Linked DNA regions of Mus musculus: region 1 is linked to region 2. A link is a contact called in public HiChIP or PLAC-seq data. All regions are on one chromosome and are shown on one strand. The core of a region is the stretch at or near the end of the contact, and the rest is flanking DNA. Distances in the headings are between cores, read along the strand shown.

Evidence for each region. HiChIP or PLAC-seq counts read pairs in DNA pulled down with a chosen protein or histone mark.
Region 1: an H3K4me3 HiChIP or PLAC-seq map of embryonic stem cells shows a contact between it and region 2, with 4 times the contacts expected there. The contact joins the promoter of Aph1c here to the enhancer-like site in region 2. A contact is called at or near these places in 10 of 39 promoter capture datasets (the 3T3-L1 cell line, 3T3-L1-derived adipocytes, the C10 cell line and 6 more), 2 of 15 datasets of contacts at CTCF or cohesin (large pre-B cells and stem cell-derived epiblast-like cells), 21 of 484 Hi-C or Micro-C datasets (the AML12 cell line, CD4 T cells, CD8 T cells and 12 more), 6 of 115 datasets of contacts at active chromatin or transcription factors (embryonic limb bud, embryonic stem cells, extraembryonic endoderm stem cells and 2 more) and 2 of 9 other capture datasets (embryonic stem cells and liver).

What each region holds. Positions count from the first base shown.
Region 1 is chr9:66,833,119-66,839,095 of GRCm38.p6, reverse strand. It overlaps Aph1c (aph1 homolog C, gamma secretase subunit), which reads left to right and starts at 4,390. Exons shown (of 6, transcript NM_026674.3): 1 at 4,390-4,610; 2 at 5,767-5,937. The coding sequence starts at 4,498.
Region 2 is chr9:66,270,705-66,276,881 of GRCm38.p6, reverse strand. Dapk2 (death-associated protein kinase 2) reads right to left here. Exons shown (of 12, transcript NM_010019.3): 12 at 4,640-5,255. The coding sequence ends at 5,175. It also overlaps the pseudogene Gm19247. Among named protein-coding and RNA genes, the nearest start is that of Gm39364, 27 kb to the left of the region's middle. Within about 2 kb of position 1,516, at least 180 of the 459 cell types and tissues checked have an H3K27ac peak or open chromatin away from gene starts, as enhancers often do. A contact at or near this core is called in CD8 T cells, the HPC-7 cell line, Th1 cells and 8 more, where this site is marked.

The sequences.
Region 1 (5,977 bases), core at 3,141-5,640, 560 kb before region 2:
ACTAGCTCCCTAGTCATCTTCTAATCTTGTAGCTCCTACAGAAATAGGGAGACTGAATCTTTAATTTTGAATCCTTGGTTTTCAGTAAGACACATAGTAGGCACATAGTAGGTCTTTAAGAAAATTTAAAAGACTTAGTGATCTTCGGAAGTCGTCAGAATGAGCTTGGCACTGATGAGAGTGAGGTGATAGTAATTTAAAGCTTTTGCTCTTGGGCCAGTGAGCTGGCTGAGAGATAAAGGCGACTGGTGCCAAGCTGGGCAATCTGAATTTGAGTCTGGGCCCAAGATTGGGGAGGGAGAGAACTGACCTGGAGAGTTGTCCTCTGACTTCTGCATGTATGTCACATATGCAAGTGTGTGCATGTGTGAGCACAAACTAAGTAAAAGATAAATGATTGCAATTACTTTAAGGTTCTGCTCTCGTTTCTCTCCCCCACTCTGTCCTCTGACAAGCTCTTATTGTCTCTATCTCCCAAATATTGTGATTCCAGGTGCGTACCACCATACCAGGCCTTACCGTGCTTCTAAAATGTTTGAAGTAGCTTTAATAAAAATGCACTGGCACTGATTAAAATAGTGGTAATGAAATCATTAAAACATAAGGGGAAGTATCTTATTTTGAAGCCAAGGAAGAAATTACAATGTGTATGTGCGCGCGCGCACACACACACACACACACACACACCAGTTGCTATAACTAAATATTAAATCTAGCCCCATCTGCCTAGGAGTCAGGGTAAAGCTTAAACATGCTGAATTAGCTTCAAACTGAACCCGTGACTCTGTCAAAAGCAAGACAAATGGAAGTTTTATTGCAGAGTATGGTTGGCTCATGCTTATAATCCTAGCTCTAGACACATTCAAGCAGGAGGGCCAGATGACATAGTAAGTTCAAGGCCAACCTAGGAGATAGAATTAGGCTTTGTCTCAAAGAAAAAAAAGAGTTTAATAAAATATGCAGAAAGTCTATTAAAGACACAAGTACACTATGCTTCTGTGGAAACATTTCGGCCCGACGCTGAAATAGCTGAATTGCACTGATAATTTTGGTTCCAGATCAACACAAAACACTCTTACCTGATGGCGAGTCACTCTGCACTACTGTCTGCATATTGGTTTTGACAGATGGAGATAATTTTAAAATGAAGTATCCCCAGCTTATTTATTTATTAAATAAATAATAAATATTATTATTTATTTAATAATAAAAATAACTTATTTATTATATGTATATGAGTACACTGTAGCTGTCTTCAGATACCCCAGAAGAGGGCATCAGATCCCATTACAGATGGTTGTGAGCCACCATGTGGCTGCTGGGAATTGAACTCAGGGCCTCTGGAAGAGCAGTCAGTGCTCTTAACCGCTGAGCCATCTCTCCAGCCCCAGCTGGAACTCTTAAGAGCGCTTGCTGTTCGTCCAGAAGACCAATGTTCAGTTCCTAGAACCCACATGAGGTGGCTCACAACTGTCTGTAACTGCAGTCCCATGAGGCCAGATGCCTTTGGCCCCTGTGGGCACCTGCCCTCATGTGCACATTCCCACACACAGACATACACACCTATACATAACTTAAAAAAAAAAAAATAGGCCTACTATGGTGGCACAGACATTTTATCCCAGTGCTAAGGAGGAAGAGTCCTTTATGAGTTCAAAGCCAGCTTGGTCTGTATAGTAAGTTCCAGGCCAGTCAGAGCTATGTAATGAGACCCTGTTTCAAACTAATAAATATAGAGTGGAATAAATGTACATGTGACTGTTTAAGGTGGCAAAGATGACAGCTTCTGTAAGAAATAGTTCTTATTTTTCAGACATGATAAACAAAATGCCTTAAACTAGTTCCCAGCTTTTTCTACCAGTGAGAAAGTGTCTTTTCTCAGTGTCTTTTTACTGAGGCTTTCCCAGAACCATTTGTGATGGGTGTATTAGTTATGTTTCTTATTGCTGTTGACAAGATACCTGACACGAAACAGTTTCAGGGATGAACGGTTTCTTTTGGCTTACAGTTGAGGAGCTTACACTTCATGAAGGTGGGAAAGGCATAGCAAGAAGAGGAGAGGCAGCTGGTCACATTGCATCTACAATCACAAAGCCAATGATGATCAGGAAATCAGACTGGGTTACAAAACCTCAAGCCCATCCCTAATGAACCACTTCTTCCATCAGTGCTCTACCTCCTGAAGAGTCAACAACCTTCCTGAACCGTGCCACCAATTGGGGTCCAAGTGTTCAAACTTGGCCAGAAGGAGACAGGTCAGATGCAGACTATAGCAATGGATATTCAGAATGTATAGGTGTGTCAGGCTTGGTCCTCAAGATAACTCATGAGGTAGTCTCACTTAACATGAATAAAGATGTATCTTAAATATGAATGGCCAGAGAACTTTATAATCTTTATTCTTAAGCTTCTTAGAAATTATGAAATTAATAGATTTCAGATGCTTCAATGCTTCATCTTCAAGATTATTCTATTCCTTACTTTAGTTTCTTCTAGGCACTGGGAAATAACAAAGTCTTTTCCCTCTGGAAGTTTACATTTAAACAGGAAGACAGATGCATCACTGAAATTGACTTGTGATTGAATGTATAGCAAAGCGATGTTACTATAAGAATGTCAAGCAAAACACAGCTCTCATTTCAAAATTGTTTATTCTGCAGCCAAATTTGAGTGATCTTGGCCTGGGGAACAGAGTATTGGGGTTGCCCCAAATACTGTTTTCCCACATGGAAATGAGTACATGAAGTTTTTACAGTTACAAAAGAAAGTAATAAATCAAGGCCCCTTTCAGATGCATTATTGGAAATATCAGGTAAGTGGGGCAGAGCAGAGCAGGGAAATCTCTGCTACAGGTGTCAGATGCTGCAATCCGATGACATTCTTAGCTTTGGGGTTTGTGGAGGCTAGTAGTAAATATGAAGGAAAAAACCTGTCACGTGATAGTCACAAGGGCATTAGAGCAGATGCAGAGGTGGGAATGAATAGCTGTTAAAGAGGCTAGATAGCCCAAGATATTGGCTCTGTATCTACAGCGTTTCAATTCTCCACAAACATGAATGTAATTAGTCAATATTAACCTTGTAGCATTCTTAACATAGCTGTGGTTGTTTGTCCTGAAATTTAAATTCAGATATGATTAGAGAATGCCTTTAAAATTTTTTAAGTTTTTGGAGATCAGGGCTGTTAGTGGCACAGAAACCAACTTGTCAGAACAACTCGTCAGTATTTCATTATTCCTTTTCCATAGGGGATGATTCACCTGGGTCATACCAGCCCAGTTGGATTTTTACATAGGATGGGAGCCCCACATTCCTGCAACCACGGACACAGAAAAAATACTTACTTTAAAGGAACCGTGCCCCTGTCCTGCTGTTTACTTCAATTGACCTTCAGCACAAAAGTGGCCTGGTAATCTCCCTTAGACCACCTTACAGTTGGCCAGCACCAGGGACAATGTGTACCCACAGGCAAGAGGGCTGGGGCACAGCTTTTAAGTCTTCAGTGAGCCACGCTTTGGAATAAGGACCTGCAGCGCTGGCAAGTCTGAGGCTTGGTGTAGCCCTTTGCCTCTCGGAGGTCTAGGCGCCCGCCCAGTTCGGCGGGCAACTTTCATTGCCCCAAGAAACCTAGAGAAGAAACCTTGAAGGACCCCTTTCCATTCTCAGCACCCCGAGTGCTCTGAAGAACTGCCCAGCCCTCAAGGCCCCGCCCCGCAGTCTGACGGCACGTGGAGTCCCAGGAGGCCGCGTTGCTGCCCAGCCTGCCCGCACACCGAATCCTTCCAGGCTGCACCTCCGCTCTGACCGCTTGTGAAGCCCCTCGAGGCCCTGTCCCCTGCGCTGTACGCACGCAGAGACACTAGAGGCCGCCCCGGTTCTGACAGCACGTGGAGCCCCTCGAGGAACCGCCTCTCTGACAGCTTCTCGATGCCGCTGCACAGGTTCTAACAGTACTCTGAGCCTCTCAAGAAATAGCTTCCCGAATCCTGCACCGCCATTCGCTCTCAGCGCCTGGAGCACCTCCTGGAACTACCTCCCGAGATCCGCCTGGACACCCCTCTGCGACTGACCGTTGTGCGATACAGGCTCTGTTTTTCGAGCTCCGCCCCCGCCCAGTCCTGCCTTGCTGTGGAGCAGCTCGAGGACCCGCCTCCTCGACTCCACCCCGCCCTCTGCAAAAACAAGCCGCGGAGCATCTCAAGGCACTTCATCTAGAGCGCCGCTCCGCCCTCTGCTCTGACTGGCTGTGTCCTGCACCGCCCCCAGGCTCTGATTGGCCAGAAACCGCCCCTAAGGCACCGCCTCTCGTACGTCCCGCCCTCCGCTCAAAAAAGCCTTGGAGCACCTCGAGGCCCCGCCTCCCGGGCTTTGCTCCGCCCCCTTCTCTGATCGAGCCCGGAGTACCTGGCAGGCCTGCCCCGCCCCGCATTCCGCTAAGAAATCGTCCCAGTCACCTCGGATCCACTCAGGTCCCCCGGGACTGGCTTCTGTGGGTACCATGACGCTGCCTGTGTTCTTCGGTTGCGCCTTCATCGCCTTCGGGCCCGCGTTCGCACTCTACCTCTTCACCATCGCCACCGACCCTTTGCGCGTCATTTTCCTCATCGCTGGGTGAGGTTGAGCCGAGTCCCGGACACCGCGGGTCCCTCCCTCTCCTGGGTTTCCACGACCCCGGGATCCCCATCTCCCAGTGGCTCCCAGCTTGTGGGACTGTCCAAGACTGGGGGGAGGGGGTTCAGGCTGAGCAGGCGAGTCCTGCGGGTCTTGGCTTCTGTGGAAGATGGGAATAAGTGGATACATTCGTGTATGGAGCCTTAGTCTTTCCGTAGGAATTTCTCATTTCACTCAGTGCTCAGCGGCATCGAAGAGCTGTTCTCACTCTCTGCCATTAAAGACACCTGGGGATCAGTTGTCCACCTCCTCAACCCCCGTTCTTGGACTCAGAATGCCTGTGAGGAATTTGGGCTCAGATTTTTCTTGTAGGCCCCTGGGTAATGGTTGGGGTGCAGCCAATGGTGAAAGCCTGAGAAAACCGCTGCAACACCTGACCAGTCTTGCTGAGAACTTGGTAAATATCTAACTCTGCTGGTGACTGCGGTCTTGATCCCTTTGCACCTGCTGAGACTGAGTTTCTGAGACTTGGCACCCAGGCAACTCACTGGCTAGCCAGGAACTCCAGCCTCTCTGCGTTCTTTTTTCCTGTAATAAATAGTGCTCCTTCGCTGTTGGCATTAAAAATCAATAGAGTCTGTTGAACGTCAAGCTTGCTGTGTCCTTAAAGTCCACAGGAAGGTTGTAAGAACCGGGCCTGGAAAACAACTAGACCACAGCATGGGTTTTCAACTTCTGAGTTTTCCATGGTGCACACAATAAATACAGGTGTAGGTGTTTGTTTTCCTTCAGAAAAGATACTTATCTTTACAGACAGCTAAGCCATTAAATTCACATTTTCTAGGATATGAAAATTGTAACAGCCACTGGTTATATGTTTCTATGGCACACCAATGAGGCAAAGCAGTAACCAACTTCCTCGTTGCCAGTCCTTGGCAGATAGTGTTCTGGTGTACACAGACAGGGTCACTGAATCGTCCTTGTTGAGGGCATCTGACGTTCCTCTTGGACTGTTTTTTCACTAGGAGGAAAATGGACCATTGATTAGCAAATGCTGATTCGGAATACCATGTGAAGGGGTTCTTTCCTAAAAAAGATCAAGATATTTGTTTCCTGTGCTTCTGTTAACTCGTGACTTTTGTCTTCTACGTTCCAGTGCTTTCTTCTGGTTGGTGTCTCTCCTGCTTTCGTCCATGTTTTGGTTCCTAGTGAGAGTCATTACTAACAACAGAGATGAATCAGTACAGAATTATCTGCTCATCTTCGGAGCGTTGCTCTCTGTCTGTATCCAAGAGCTGTTCAGGCTCGCATATTATAAGCTGTTAAAGTAAGTTAAATGTTTGTTTTATTTTCCCAGTTAGACTTGA
Region 2 (6,177 bases), core at 267-2,766:
GGAGTTCGATGTGGTCGCCACAGATGCTGCGAAGCCTGGACTCACAGATATCTCTCCCTGAGTCTCTCGTTGGTCAAACCTATACCTATCTATACCAGTACTGGGGACAGAACCCAGGGCTTTGCACATGTGAAGAGAGCACTTTGCCACTGAGCTATGTCCCCAGCCCATGTTTACGGTATTTTTATGGCCTGAATTGTGTTCACTTCCTCCTAAACCCATATATGGAACTTTTAAAGTGACTATATTTAAAGATAGGGTCTTTGTAGGGATAAATAAATAAGATGAGGATATATTATGGACACTAATCCAGCATAACTGGTGACCTTGTTTTTTTTGTTTTTTGTTTTCTTTTTAAAAGACAGACATCTATAGAGAGAAGACCAGGGTGTGACAAATTAAGGAGAAACGCTCAGACAGAGCCAACGCTACTGACACCTTGCAGTGTCTAAAGCTGAGAAAGTAAATTTCTAGTGCATTAAGTCACCCAGACCCAGATATTTTGTTTTGACATTTTTTCACTAATGCAATACTACCAATAAAAACAAGGAAACAGAGTGAGGGAAATTCACCGAGTCCTAGCAACAGGGCTAGGGCTGTGGCTCAGTGGTTGAATGCTTGTCTAGCGCATTCAAGGGCCTGGGCTTAATCTTCAGTGCCACAAAAACAAAACCAAACAAGCAGAATCCTGAACACCAGCCGCTGTCCACCTTGCCCCACCCCCCATTTTACTGAAGTCATCTCTGCTTCTAAAATACAATGTTATTAGTATAGATTTTGCATTTTATTTTTTAAAAAAAGGATTGTACTGCATGTGATTCTCCAAGATTTTTCTTTTTTCTTTTTCTTTTTTCTTCATTTTTTACTCCCCCACCCCCACCCCCAGGAAAAGTAGAATGTGAATCCAGGGCAGGCAAATCTGGGCTGGAGTCCAGATCCCAAGAGCTCCAGCTGGGAGAAGGCAGGCACAGTTCTTAACTTTGCTGAGGCTGGCTTCATCATCCTTAAAAAAGGAGCTCACTTCCCTTACAAGGTTGTGCGCAGGGCTACAGAGAATGCCTCACTGACGCACGGGTCCCTCACAATCGCCGCCTCCCTGGGTTCTGCTATTGTTTTAACTTGAATGGGAGATCTTACAATGTCATTTTGTCCCTAGATAATATAATCAACTGTTTTCTAGATTAAGAGCAAGGGCTGTGAATTCTACTCGGTGAAAAGAGGACTTGGGAATCTGTGTTTCGCTATCCATTAAGAACTGCTGCTGCTGCTGCCTCTGATGGAGGGCAACCGTGGGAGGGAGGGACAATCAAGCCCAGAAAAACTTGAAGGAAGCTCACCAACTGTGCTGGTGCCTTTGAGACAGCAATTAACCACCTCCATTCGAAGCCTTTCTACTGTTAGAGCCCCTAAGCCTGTGAAGGTTTGCCGAGAACCGGACCTTCTTAACAGATGCCAAGTGCGATATTTTGGGGGTTGCAGCAACTGTGAATAGAACAGTATGGGGCTGACATCAAACCGGGAGCAGAGGGGGGTGGGGCTGATGGAAAGAAAGTTCTCTAAGCCTGTGATAGTTGCTGTCCCTTTCAACAACCTAGTTTTCCGCATGTACTCGCTTTGATATCCCAGGGAGCACGGGGCTTGGAGTTTCTTTCCAGAGATCTCATGGTTCACTTGCTTATTTAAATGTGACCTTCTTTTGCTTTCAACATATGCTGGGAGTTTTTGTTTGCTTTGTCTGATGGGCAAATAACTGTATGAATGGAAAAGACAAATGGAATCTGAGATCTGGAATCAAGGAAGATTGTGAGATGAGGATTACAACATAGTGCGTGCTAAAATATTTATATGTGTGTTTGTGGGCTATTAACGTGGCATCCAGCAAGCACACAGGCAGACTTTTGGGAGAGGCACCTCAGAGCTCTTCAAAGAACTGCTCTCACAGAATGTGGTTTTCATCTCTGGTCTTCCACTTTTCTTCAAAGAATGCTGTGACCTCTCAGCCTTGAGGTGTTGGCTTGGCAACGCCTCCTCCCTCAGGGCCAGAACACACCTGTCTCCCCTGGGCTTGTTCTTCCACTCCTGCATCCATCCACCAGCAGGGAGAGGCCACAGGACTCAGCAGTGTGTGGGGGTAGTGTGGCCTCTGTTTGCTGTGAGCTTTTCTGGAAATAAAGCCTTTCTGCTCTTTGAGGACCATTTTGTTCTGAATGCATCTCTAGCATGAAGGGAGCTTGGGTGAGTCTCACACAGTGTGACTGAGACCTACTGTTCACCTTGAGTATTGATGGTGCATACCTGTATGGCCAGCATTCAGGGGATAGAGGTAGGAGGAACGAGAGTTCAAGGGCAGCCTGGGCTACATAAAATCCTATTTTAAAACAAACCAAGGATTGGCTAGAGGGCTCAGCTGATAAGGGTGCCTGCTGCCAAGCCAGCTGGACAACTAAGATCACCTGAAATCAATCCCCAGGATGACTTACATAGTAGACGAGAACTGATTCTTGCAAGTGTCCTCTGAGCTCCGCATGCACGCCATGGACCACAGAGCATGTACACTGCCATACACACGATCATCAATCAATCAATCAATGATCATCAATCAATCAACGTGAAAAAATGATACAAACAACAAAAGCCCTTACTGTCAACAAAAGGGATTAATGCCACACTCACCGGTGTTCTTTCCTTCTCTCTCTCTCTCTCTCTCTCTCTCTCTCTCTCTCTCTCTCTCTCTCTCTCTGAGCTGCTGGTATTTAAAAGGCAGACTAGCTAAGGAATCCTATTACTATCATATAGTCAGGAAAAAAAAGTGTTATATATGTCTATATTACATTATATATATGCATACATTACACACACACACACACACACACACACCCTGTACTTCCTGGCTCAACTCTTTCACTAACCTTCCAGAGTTCCTTTTTTTTCTTTCCAACACACTTGCCCTTAGACAACACACTTGCCTTTCTCTGGCCACTCTTCTGGCCAGAAAAGCATGTCTTGGATTTGCATGCAGTAAATTTCCTTACTGGCCTCACTCATTTTTCTCTTCCTGTTTTTCCCTGTGGGTGCTTCTTTGCCCTCCTCTGTCTAGTCAAAAATTCCCATTTGCTAGCACTGCCATAACAAAGCACCAGAGACTAAATAGCTTAAACAACAGAAATGTATTTTCTCCCAATGACGGCCAGCTGTCTGAGATTCAGCATGGATTAATCACTGGGCCCCCAACTCTACCCTTTGGCTTTTTTTTTTCTTTTAAATATATATCCAAAACGTGTTTATTGGGAAGGTTCCCACTCATCTTCAATCAGGGGCTTTCAGTGCTGCATCCTCCTGAAGGAGCGTCCTTTTGTCAGCCTTGCTTTTCCACCTGTAGGCTGACAGAGGACAGTGGCGCAGCCAACACATGTTGGTGCATGGCTAAAGGCCGTGGTGATTTTATAGCATCCTGGGCATTTCACATTCTTAAAGTAGGAATTGGGGCTCTGCACCAGGTGCTTTTTCTTGTGTTTCTTCTTCTCCTCTTCTGGAGAGGGATGAAGGAGATCTTTTGCGAGAGGCATGCTCTCGTAGGGAGGTTGTTACCCTTTGGCTTTTTGAGATAGGGTCTTGCTACATAACTCTGGCTAGCCTGGAACTCAGTGTGTAGACCAGTGTGGCCTCAACTTTGTAGCATGATCCTCCTGCCTCTGCCTCCCAACTGTTGGGATTACAGGCATCCAGCACAGCACCCAGCAGCTGCCTTTTTATTTTTTATTTATTTTAAAATTTTATTTGAGGCCTTTCTCCCTAGCAGTGTCCTCGTGTGTTCTTTCTGTTGGATCTTATCTCCTCCTCTTCTTCCTGTTCCTCCTCCTGTTCCCCCTGCTCCTCCTTGTTGCCCAGGCTGTTCCTAACTCCTGGGCTCAAGTAATCCTACTACCTCAGTGTCCCAAGTAGTTAGGACTTAAAGGTACGCAGCTCCACATATGATAAATCTCCCTGACATCCCAGTCTGGACTGTAACTCATGGCAATCCCTCTGCCTTAGCCTTCTGAGTGCTAGGATTACAGAGATGCACTACCATGCTCAGAGGAAATCTCCCCTTATTGTTAATTGTTTTTAATTTTATGTGTTTGAATGAATGTCCGTATGCAGGTATAAACGCCATGTGCCTGGTGCCCTTTGTGGGTGCTGGCACTGGAAATGGAGTCCTCTGCAAAAGCAGAAATTGCTCTTAACCAGTGGGCCATCTCTCCACCCCAGTCCTCCCCATTTTATAAGGATATTAATCATATCATAGTAGGGTTTACCTGGATGGCCTCACTGTAATTTAGTGAGCTACTTATCACTCTATCTCTAGTGATAGTGGTGACGGTCTGTGATACTGAGGACTGGGAGGAAGGGGGCTAAAAGTCAGCCCCTAACAGGAGGGCTGACAGCAGCAGTGGTGGATGGGTCATGGCCTTTTGTGATGGGGTGCCAGAGGGGGACACTTTCAAGGGAGGACACACAAGGGCCACATCTTATCAGTAAGAGAAGACTGCTCAGATCACCTGAGGTTCTGTCCACTTAGCAGCCAACCCTAGTGTTCCCCAAGCCACGGGGTCTCGGGCTATAGGGAACCAGAGGGAGACAGCTCTAAAACACCCAAGCATTAGATAAACAAGAAATTTAATAATAAAAATGAGAAAAAACCTACAACACAGTGGGCTGGCAAGAGGCTGGCAGACACAGTCTGACGTTAAACAGCCTGACTCCTTATGGATTCTGTTAAGTCACAGGATTGGTCCCTCCCTCTAGAGAGTCTTTACTCACGAGCTTGACAGGGTAGGCTCTGTGAGGAAAGCTGCCTAAATCTGACCTTTAACCTGTGGTTAAAAAAAAAAAAGATACTCCTTGAGATCCATTTCCTTAGTCCACACCCAATTCCAGCTTCTGAGGTTAGCAGACAGATGAAAGCCAGTTTTCTGGAGAACTACAAGCCAGAGGAATGCTGGAGGTTCCCCACCGGGAGACAGCCACAACTCCCAGGGTCTCCGGAAAGTTCTGAGTCCTGCAGACTCCTCTCTCTTGCAAAGTGCTCAGGAACACAGAATGTCTGGATCCTGATGTCAAGCAGGGTCCGGGAGCTTGCACAGCAGGGCGGCAGGAACTTGGACCTCCCTGGCAGCCACTGCAAGCTGGGCCAGTTAGGAGGTACTGCTCCTCCTCCGGGGGTGAAGGGCTTTCCTCCTGGCGATGTTCTCCTCTGTGTCACTCTCGCAGTTCCTCTGGGGAGGAGAAAAAGAGGCCCAGGGCAGGGCATCATCAGATGACATGAATGAAGCCACACTGAGCACCCCACGCTCAGAGAGGCAAGCAAGGGGCCGATAAGCTGGGAAAGTGGGGTGATGTCAAAGGAAGCCCTCAGCTCCATCCAGAGGCCTCTGCCATGCAGGAATAGGAAGGGGACTTGAAATGGGACCAAACTAGCTGCCTTGGGGCCTCCTCCTTGGAGTATCCCTGGGGAAACAGGTACCAGGAGGGGCCCAGTTATAGCAGTGAAAATGCCATCTGGTACCATTTGTGCCAGTCAATAATCAAGGCCTCTTGGAAAGGTAGTTTGTGGGACACTGGGTCCCCTGAGCTCAGTCTATGGGGAAGTGGTTGGTCTTTCCCTAAGGTCGCAGGCCATCATTTCAGGCTCTCCACCTCCGCTGGTCTCCACCAAGCCTTCAGCAAGCTTCATGCAAAGCAATCTGAAGGGAAAGACTTCTGAGTTCCACTTTCATGAAAGTGGAACAAAATGTAACCTGTCAGCTCCCACACAGCTAAGGCAAGCTGGAGCAACCACCTGGATGTTACAATGTCTTTCCAGTCTGGTCCCACCAAGTTAAACTAAGTGTTAAAATCACTATTAATGTTGGAAGGGGTTTTGTTCTTATAAGGTTTTAAATTTTTTGTCTGTCTGCCTAATTAGACATGCACACACACACACACACACACACACACACACACACACACACACACACACACACACATATATATATATACTATGCATGCAGATGCCCATGAAGGCCAGAAGAAGGAGTTGAATCCCCTGGAATTGGAGTTACAGGTAGTTGCGAGTCACCATGTAGGTGCTAGGAACCAAACCTGGGTCTTCAGCAAGAGGAGGAAGCACTCTTAACTACTGAGCAATCTCTCCAGCTG